Regions from separate parts of the Hordeum vulgare genome. Here region 1 is linked to region 2. Evidence: chromatin contacts called from public Hi-C data. All regions are on one chromosome and are shown on one strand. The core of a region is the stretch at or near the end of the contact, and the rest is flanking DNA. Distances in the headings are between cores, read along the strand shown.

Region 1 (4,992 bases), core at 332-2,831, 150 kb after region 2:
GAAGGGTGCCATCTCTATGTTGCCTTGGTAGTTGTTGGTGTAAGAGAATTTCGTGTAGGGCAAGTTTTCATCCCAACTTGAGCCATAGTCTAGAGCACATGCTCCCAGTATGTCCTCAAGTACCTGGTTAACTCTATTAGTCTGACCATCAGTCTCAGGGTGGAAGGTTGTGCCGAATTCCAAATGGGTTCCTAGTGATTTGTGCAACTGTTCCCACAACCTCGAAGTGAACTAGGCTCCTCTGTTGGAGACAATCTCCCATGAAACTCCATGCTGGCTTATGATCTTCATGTATATCTTGGCCCATTTGGCACTAGTGTAGGTGGTCTTTACGGGTATAAAGTGTGCCACTTTGGTGAGGTGGTCCACGAGTACCCATATCGAGTCGCAGCATGTCTGGGTCTTAGGCAGTCCGTAATAAAATCCATTCCAGTACGATCCCATTTCCATTATGCGAGTGGCAGGGGTTGCAAAAGTCCAATGATTTTCTGTAGCTCCGCCTTAAATCTACTACATACGCGCAAAGTGCCACGTGCTCAGCTATGTCCTCTTCATTCTGGCCCACAAAAACTTCCTTTTCAAATCCATGTACATTTTGATGTTTCCCGTGTGTATGGAATAGAGTGAGTCATGTGCTTCGTGCATGATCAACTTCCTTAACTTCGGATCATTGGGTACACACACTCAATCCTGCTACCACATAACTCCTTGATCATCCTTGCAGAACCCTTCCGCCGTCGCATTTAAGGTTGTCCTGGTTTACCTCTCGATTCTTTACCTTCCGATTCTCGGTATCCCGAGCACATGAAATCACCGATAATTGACAACCCTTGCTTCTTTACCTTCCGATTCTCAATGGCCCGAGCACGAGGCTCACTATCATACTCCGGAATTAAACCGTCATACCAAGGTCCATCATCACCCGCCATCCTACAAAATAAATATAAAAGAATATCAACTAACTTGGCATAACAACATGATCTATAAAAACGCGAACAACTTCATCTAATCATATTAATTTGTTATCAACGTAATGCATTCTTTTTTTTCCATATCCACACATCATATATTTTCATAGGACATCCACACATCATCTCGACATAACGGACTTGCTTGCAACATAAATATTTGCTAGCACATACACACGTCATCTATAGATCAAACCAAATTCTCAAACAATATGTCATCATCTATAGATCAAACCAAATTCTCAAACAATATGTCATCATCTATAGATCAAACCAAATTCTCAAACAAAGAAAGGTCGAATTCAAAATTATTTAGCAAACGAGGTTAATTCGTGAATTACTTAGCCCAATAGTTGAGAACAGTAATTTTGTCCCAACCAAACACCATGCTTGCATTTCCGGCGAGAACCAACACGATGCAAAAAAAAAAAAAAAAAACGGCCAGTAGCAGCAGAAAAACAGGAAAGCTCGCCGCGTGTCCGGCGCGGCATTTTCACTGCCCCGCTGCCAAGCGACTACGGCGGGCCCTCCCTGTTTGTGTGAATAAAGCGGGGACTCGCGCGTGACACCCGGCAACGGCTGCCAGCCAGCCCCGCTTTACAGCTTTTCCTTCCAGCCGAAGCAAATCGCGTCCGTCCGTTCCGCGCCCCACCACTCCCATGTGATGTGCTGCCGCCGCTCTTTCCCTCGCTTTCCCCTCCTCCTCCTGCTCCGCTCCCACTCCCCCACCGCCGCCCATGACGCCGCCGCCCTCGCCTCCGCCTCCGCCTCCGCCGGCCGCCGCGGACGCGCTCGCCCAGATCCTGCACGCGCTGCTCCCGCCGCTCCTTCTGGCCGCGGCGTCTGCCAACGCGCTCCACTCCCGCTGGCGCGCGCTGCACGCCACGCTGCTCGCGCTCCAGTCCTCGCTCGCCTCCGCGCCCGCCCCGGCCGCCGGCCACCCGCTCTTCGCCGATCTGGTCGCCTCGCTGCTCCCCGCGCTCCGCTCCCTCCACGCATTGTCCGCGCGCTGCCAGGACCCGGCCCTCCCCGGCGGCCGCCTGCGCCTCCAGAGCGACCTCGACATCACCGCTTCCTCGCTCACGCTTCTCCTGCACGACCTCTCGCTGCTCCTCCGTTCGGGGCTCCTCTCCGTCGATTCGTCGGCGTCCTCGCCCAACGCCATTGTGCTGCAGGTGCCCGCAGCAGCTGCATCCCGCTCCGACAAATCGCTCTTCATCAGGGACGCCTTTGCGCGGCTCCAGATCGGGGGCCTCGACCTCAAGCTCAAGGCCCTCGCCTCCCTGCTGGAGTTGCTGGGCAATGACCCTGCTGCTGAGGCCGCAAACATCGTTGCCGCCGATGGCGATGTGGCTGCGCTGCTCCGCATGCTCGACGCGTCGGCCCACTCGGCGCTGAGGGACCGTGCAGCAGCGGTCGTGGCCCTCCTTGCCACTGCCTGCGGTGCATCCCGGAAAGCGGTTTTCGACGAGGGCGGCCTTGGCCCGCTGTTGCGCGTGCTTGATTCCGCCTCGGCACCGGCCACGAGGGAGCGTGCCGTTGTGGCTATTGAGGCCATCACCGCCGATGCCGGCAGCGCATGGGCTGTATCAGCATATGGAGGAGTTTCCATCTTGATTAATGCGTGCCGTCCTGGCTCTGGTTCGTTGGCTGTGCAGGCGCTCGCTGTGGCAGCTATCAAGAATGTGGTTTCGATCGACGATGTGCGCTCAGCATTGGTTGAGGAGGGTGGGTTGCCAGTTCTGGTTGATTTACTTGCCAGTGGCACCACTGACACACAGAAGAATGCTGCTCTCTGCTTGTGGTCGATCGCGTCCATGGGCGACCTTGAGACACAGCAACAGATTGTACAAGATGGTGCATTACCGCCACTATTGCAGGCTCTGCACATCACCAACGATCTGGATCTTCAGAATTCTGTCCTACGCGCTATTCACACGCTTGCAGTAGTCCCTTCTGCCGCCAGGATCCTATGTTCATCCCCGCTGTTCTTTGCACAACTTACAGACCTTATGCGACGTGGTGGTAGCATCCTGTTGCAGCAGATGGCTGCCGATATGATTGCTGACCTTGCACCTGGCGTGAGTGATGACACCAAGCGGTGCATGGCACCATGTGTCGGCACGCTGGTTAAGATGATGGAGGTAGCTAAGCCTGCATCTGTACAGGAGTCAGCTGGCCGTGCACTACTTGCTTTGATGACCTTGAAATCAAATCGCAAGGAGTTGGTCAGGGATGAGAAGAATCTGACAAGGTTAGTGCAGATGCTTAACCCCCGGAATGAGGAGATTGACAAAAAGCACCCAGTCTCAATACTGCTAGCACTTGCTATGGGTGGTGGGAATGGAACGCGACGGCGTCTTGCAGATGCTGGTGCTTGTCAGCATCTACAGAAGCTGGCTGATGCTGAGGTGCCTTGTGCAAAGAAGGCTTTGCAAAGGATATCCAGCAGCCGATTCAAAAGCTTACTTTCCAGAGGGTGGAACAACTAGTCCATCTGCTGCATTGGGGTAAGGTTGATATTTACCTTCATCTCCCTTTTTTCGTGGCGCCTCTAATTTGTTTTCTTTGTCTATCACTGAGTAAATATCAGTTAAAATGAACACTAGATCAGTAATTTTAGCTAAGTTGTTCACTGACTACATGTTGCAAATGTGAGTCGAAGCTTAGGGAAAGTTCCCTGTTATAGTCTGGTACCTGGGGCCAATACCTGGGATTCTCAGAAGTTTGTGGGATGGTCTAGTCTATACAGGAGCATTAGGCTACAATGCTCATACTGTGTTGTTTGGCTAATAACTGTTTGGTAATATTATAATTGCTTAGATTTGGAAACTAAACGCTCACATGGTTTGTGTTGCCATTGCCTTGTCATTGCTAGATGTGGGCAGTGACATGGCCATTCCATGAGGAGTTTGGCCACAGTGCTCATATTCATTGTAGGACAGGGCACATTCATTTATTCACCGTAGCTGATAAGCAGCATCGCAGGTTAGAGGTAATGGAAGTTAACGAGGATGAATATACTCTATGTGTCTTTGGACAGTGGAAAACATCAGGTAGGTAAAGAGAAGTGAATTGAGGAAGGGAAGGAGATTAGTGAGACGGAAGAGGGAAGTAAAAAAAGAACGCAACATAGGTCAAAGTATAAAGCAGTCGTTTTAACTGAAATTTTAATATGTCAAGTTGTGCACCCATGACCCGCCTTAGTTATTGATGCGGAAAAGTTTTGTGTTGCAATGTCAACTTCTAGCTTAAGTGAAAATTGAACTAAAAGCATTTCGATTGTGGAGCCTCAGAAGTTGCAGTCAGACATCTAGGTGGGCCTTTCACAGCCTTCACAAATTAACATCTTGATTACTCTAGTCTAACGTATTGTGAATTGTAGTTTTTTCTTGAAATAATTGTCGAAGATTATTTTTTTACTGATGATTAGATGTTCTGAAGCATGGAAAGTTAAGGCATGCTCTTCATTGGAGAATAAAGTCAATATCATGAAAAAAACTGCTTTTCCCCTTGTATCTCGCTCTTTCCCGGTCCATCAACTGAAAGCATGATGAACTGAATGTTTGTTATGCTTACATGTTCTCTCTTGGGGTTTTCTTGACCACCACCCAATAGTTCATAACTTATGAACTTACCCACTGAGACCTTTTCCCATACAGTATGCAACTTAATACACGGTGGTGTGCATATTTTTGTTGCCGACAATTTTCAGGTTGTTTTGACTGCTAGTGTCTTATTCCATTTGATTCTCATATACTCCCTCCGCCCAAAATAAGTGACTCGAGTTTGTACTAACTTTGCTAAAGTTAGTACAAACTCGAGTCACTTATTTTGGGACGGAGGGAGTACATGTTATGTAAGTTGAAACATGCAATTTAGCATGTGCACCCATGGCTCATCAATAGTGTAGTCATCTGGATGTTATGTAAGGTGAAACATGCATTTGAGCATGCAAAACATTGGCTTAAATATAAGGGCCCATAAGGCACATAAAACCTCAACAGAAACAGTTTGTTAAATG
Region 2 (4,900 bases), core at 1,498-3,997:
CTATTTGAGTCATTTCAGCATCCTCTCCATTATCTTCTGCTCTTTCTTCTGATAAATTATCACAAGAGCCTATGACGTCATCTTGGCCATTAACATCAGAACCATCATTTTCAATGGATTTCCGGAGTTGCAACATATTTTCTGGAAGCTGTTGTGTGAGAAGAAACCTATACAATAATACAATCGATAGTTTCAGTATCATACCAATAAGGTGTCATGCAAGATAACAGAAAAAAAATCTCTACAATGTGTATTCAGAAAATAAAAACAATTATTGCTTATAAAAATATAAAAGAGGTTCTGGACTCATACTCCTTGGCTTCTTCTAAGCCTCGGGAGAAGCGTGTTTGCTTGCATTTGAGATGCAAGGAAGAAAGAAGGCCACTCAGAAAGGGCACCGCCTGCTTCGACTTAATCCTGAGGTAGGAACACAACTTTAGTGTACTGCTTTGAAAGAAAAAGAAAAAATATGCTATAATCTTTTCACAGAACCAAACCTTGCAAAATCATGGGTGCCAAAGAATTGAACAAGTATTGATTGATCTAACCGAATTGGCTTCAGGGCCCGGCTAGAAGGAACATTTGACTCGTCCACTATAACAGCTGGCCACATTGCATGACCTGTTGAGGCCAAGCACACCAGGCTCATTACATAAAAACAAATTTCAAGTCACTGAAAAAAGTGAGAAGCCTACAGGTAAAAGGAAGCAGTGAAAGATGGCAAATCAACCACATAACTGAATGAAACCATTTAACAGAAAGGGAAATCCATGTCACTTGTTTACTTTAGGAATGTATAGGAATGCAGAGGAAAATAGGACTCAATTATCAAATAACAAGTTAATGCCTGGTAACTGAGCAGATGATAATGAAAATGTCAAATAATAAATCAATACTGGAGTTAACATTAGAAAGCATTTTCTGAAAAAGAGACGGTTAACCATCTAACACATGTGATGAGCACGAGAAATCAAATGAACTTGTAAGTTCATGCAAAACTACCATAAACACTAGAATAAATAAAGTGTCACACGGTAAAAGTTCAAAGTAATCTGGACCATGAGACTTCAAACAATGCAATAAAACTTGTGATGATTGACAGAATAAACAGAAAGGGCCACTGGCACCTAATCGCAGTTAATGGCTGGAAGCATTGGCAATCAAAAGAAAAAGACATAAGAGTACCTGTTATTTTAGCCCACACTAGATCATCTGGATCAAGACCTTGGTAGTCATGAAAGCTGACAGCAAGTGCAAGCAGCTCATCGTATCCCTGCTTATCCAGGTTAGATGTTCCAAATTTCAGGTTCAGACACTTCATTTCCTCAGATGAAATGGAAAATTGTATCCTTTCATTAGCTAGGGTAAGGTCTTCTGCTTCACCATCATCATACTTCACCTGCAGTTCGTTTAGCTTTAGATATCAACTACACGACATTTCACATGGCACTCTTCATAGTGCAGACTGAATGGTACATAACAAGTCTTTTAATGAGGAAAATGCAGAAAAGATTATCAAATTCAACTGTGGATAATCCACTCAGGCACATCAATTTTTCATGAATAAGAAAAATAAGAACAAGGGATGTAGAAAGCATACAGAATGCTTCTTGGTTAGTTCTGTGTAGGCCGTGATGGAACCCTTGTACCAATCATCATCTAGGGGCCAGAAAACCTGCATTCACCATCAAAATTCACGCCCTGGTTTTGCTGCATTCCATAGTAATGGAATAACCAGATGCTCCAAAAAGACGTGGTCGAGAGCTTACCTTGCACACTAATCCGACGAACGCCTGGGGATCCACACCCTGAATTTCCAACCTGCGACAAAGCCAGCGTCAAAATTACACAGAAAACAAGTACCCTCGCTGTCCGTTCCTTGTTGCTGAAGCCGTGAGGAGAATTTCATTGTGAAGCAAGCACAGATCCAACTTACTCTACCCATCTCCTCTCGGACGGAGAGGCGGCCTCCAGCTGGCTGCTGCGGCGCCGTCGCCTCCGGGGCGCCGAAGTGCTCTCCTTCTCCAGTCCCCCTCTGCGCCTCGGCTGCCGTCGCCGCAGCAGCTCCTCCCCGTCTCCATCCGAGCCCAATGCAGGCGGGGCGGACCCGAGGCTGAGCAGCTCGTGCTTGAGCGGGCGCTTCCGCCGCGAGCCCCTGCCCAGCGCCCCCTCCTCCGGCTGCCGCGGCGCCGTCGCGGGCGAGGACGGGCGTGGCTCCTCGAGCCGCGGCTTCTTGCGGCGACGGCGGTAGTAGACGATCACGGGCGGCTTGCCGCCCGCGGCAGCGGAGGCGGAGCTGCGGGGCTTCTTGGGGGGCGGGCAGGGGGCGGTGGATGAGTAGACGCGGCCGAGGGGGAGGTAGCGCATGGGGTGGTCCCCGTCCTCCCCCTCGTCCTGGTGCACGAAGCTCCCCTCCACGGCGATCACCATGGCCGGCGGGTAGGGTTTCGGGTGCCGCTCATCCAGCGCTGCGAGCCCTAGGGCTTTCGGGGATTTGGGGATTGCAGGGGGGTTCAGTGAGGGAGGGAGGCTCCCGTTTGGGGGGTCGCGAAATCTTTTGGGGGGGCTCAGCGCGGGAGCAAGCATCGCCTCCGCGCCTCTCTCCCCCTCTCTCACCGCGGAGCTGGATGAGGATTTCCCGATTTCTTTTCTCCACGGCCTCCCTCCCTCCTCCGCTCCGCTGGCTGGCTGCTGCGCCTGCGCTGCTGTCGTCTCCCGTTGCCACTGCCAGTGTGGCATTGCCCGTTTGCTGGTCTTCTCGCCATCATACCATGGGGTCTTCTTTTCTTCCCCCTCAGAGTTCCAATTCGGCTTCAAGTTAGTACATACATACATGTGGTGATAAGAATATGAATCCCGATACAATAAGATTTCTAAACGGATTTTATACTTGCATTGGGGTTTATATCAAAGTTCATGGTAACCGGCTTATATAGAACATTCAAATATGGAAGAAAAAAAATAGCAAATCGGTCGATTTGAAACGAACGGCTCGGCCTGCTGAATCTACAACGAGCGGCTAGATCATCATCTTCTTCCTCCAACCGTTTTTTTCCCGCGCTCCTCATCTTCTTCATCTCCTACAAAGATTTCTTTGCTTCGCACCCCCTCCCGCCCTTTTCCTCGTCTTGGGTTCCCGTCTAAGCCGACTCATGCTTGGTACAATTCGAGCGGTGGACGGAGCTAAAAGGCCTTCACATGCACATGTCTAACCTCCGGCTCGCCTCCGCTTGCAACGCATGGACAACCACGACGGCGACGGCGGGGGCTCACTCCTATGGAGGCTTCGACGGGGACGCCTTGAGCGGTTGCGTCATCCCTGGCTCGCCCTCAGATGTTGCCTCTCCTTCCTACAAGAACAGACTAACGCGATTAGGGTCCCCACACAATTGTTGAATAGCAAAATAGCTAATTCTTTAGTGTTTAGCATTTGAACTGAGAAACAAATATATCAAATTGGTAAGAGTACTTGAGTTCATGCCAAGAAAAAAATCCTTTCTTTCCTTGCCTATGAAAGGTCAACGGATAGAGAAATTCATCTTCATTGTGGGCTGAGTCAAAGTGCATGTGCATCGCTCTTTTGACAGTTTGTTGTATTCGTCTTCATCCAGATTTGTTCTTATGTTCACAATGAAGATATAATCGCACACGCTAATTTCTCGCCTCTATCACCGAGAATTGAAGCTCTACAGGGTCGTTGCTCAGTCAAAAACATTTTCGATCCTTATTGTTGCCTCCAAAAGAAAGAACGGTGACAGTGTCGAAAGCATGCGGTGGAAACATGCAATTTCAAATTTGTCGGCGAAAACGAAAAGAATGTGAGAAAGACGAACAACTGCGTGCAGCGGCAATGAAAGGGCATGGAGAGATGTATTTTGACCTTCTACACACCTTGCAAGACATATCTTCGTGCATGCATGGATTCTATGGAACACGCCAATATCAAGCTAACCTTCTAGTTTAGTAATGTCCGGATATTGGAAATTAATATAGATTGAGTGTGTACATCATATCTCTAAACATGTTACTCATGCAAAATAGGGCCATATAGCCAACTTAGGCGTCCAACTTGCACAATCCTATTGGAAATTTATGTATAGTGTAGTGTCTATCATGTTTATAAAAAAAATTATGTGTGATCAATTACGATTACAAACTCATCCAGCCCTTAAGGTGTGTGGACTCGTGATGTTACTTTGGTGTTGATGATAACACGGTTAGTGAGGATTGATGATAACAAGGTGTCTGGACTCAGTGATTGTCCACACAGATTATTGACCTCGTATCTCAAACAGAAAAAGGGCATTGGTTTTTCTGTTCTATTTGAGTCATAGGACAACCACACTATTAAGAGGGGCCAAGGTGTTTAAGGAAGTTGGGAGACATACCTACCATACACATACATTCTCTCTACTATGCCAAATCATTCAATGGGTAAAACCCACAAGCAAATATAAGTTGTGATGGGGCCCCTATGTCCCCGGGGACCACGGGTCGGGTCAGTGGAGTCCTTGCCATTCTACTTTTGGACACCACGGGTCCCCAAACTCGCGGACCTCTAGGAACCTGGAGCCCCTAACCCCTTAGCGGCAAGTCCCTTTGTATGGCTTAGGTCTTCGGGGTCATGTACCTCCGTGAAAGTGCATTCATAAATGACGTCGTGTGATTGAAAAGGCATTTCCTGCCTTAAGTGTTTTGGAGTTGATGAAAACATAATTTGCAGACTAAACGTGTGCTTAAGCTACATGTGCATATTTGTATGGCACAACACGGTTGGGCACTCATCTAAAGGAAAAGGGTGGAGAAGACATTTCCTACATGTTTTTCTTTCGCCTTAGGAATTCCGTACTATTAAGAGGGACTCTGCATCGGAAGGTTTGGATGTAATCTATAACGCGCA

Evidence for each region. A called contact is a pair of places that touch in the nucleus more often than the background predicts.
Region 1: a contact with region 2 is called in a Hi-C map of seedling, with 3 times the contacts expected there. The contact joins the promoter of LOC123396083 here to the promoter of LOC123398083 in region 2. A contact is called at or near these places in 4 of 6 Hi-C or Micro-C datasets (leaf and seedling) and 1 of 1 datasets of contacts at active chromatin or transcription factors (embryo).

The regions. Positions count from the first base shown.
Region 1 is chr5H:357,746,625-357,751,616 of MorexV3_pseudomolecules_assembly, forward strand. LOC123396083 reads left to right here and starts at 1,582. Exons shown (of 2, transcript XM_045091119.1): 1 at 1,582-3,483. The coding sequence starts at 1,706. The coding sequence ends at 3,460.
Region 2 is chr5H:357,600,454-357,605,353 of MorexV3_pseudomolecules_assembly, forward strand. LOC123398083 (histone-lysine N-methyltransferase TRX1-like) reads right to left here and starts at 2,748. Exons shown (of 26, transcript XR_006610068.1): 1 at 1,937-2,748; 2 at 1,770-1,821; 3 at 1,601-1,675; 4 at 1,186-1,399; 5 at 498-621; 6 at 313-417; 7 at 1-167.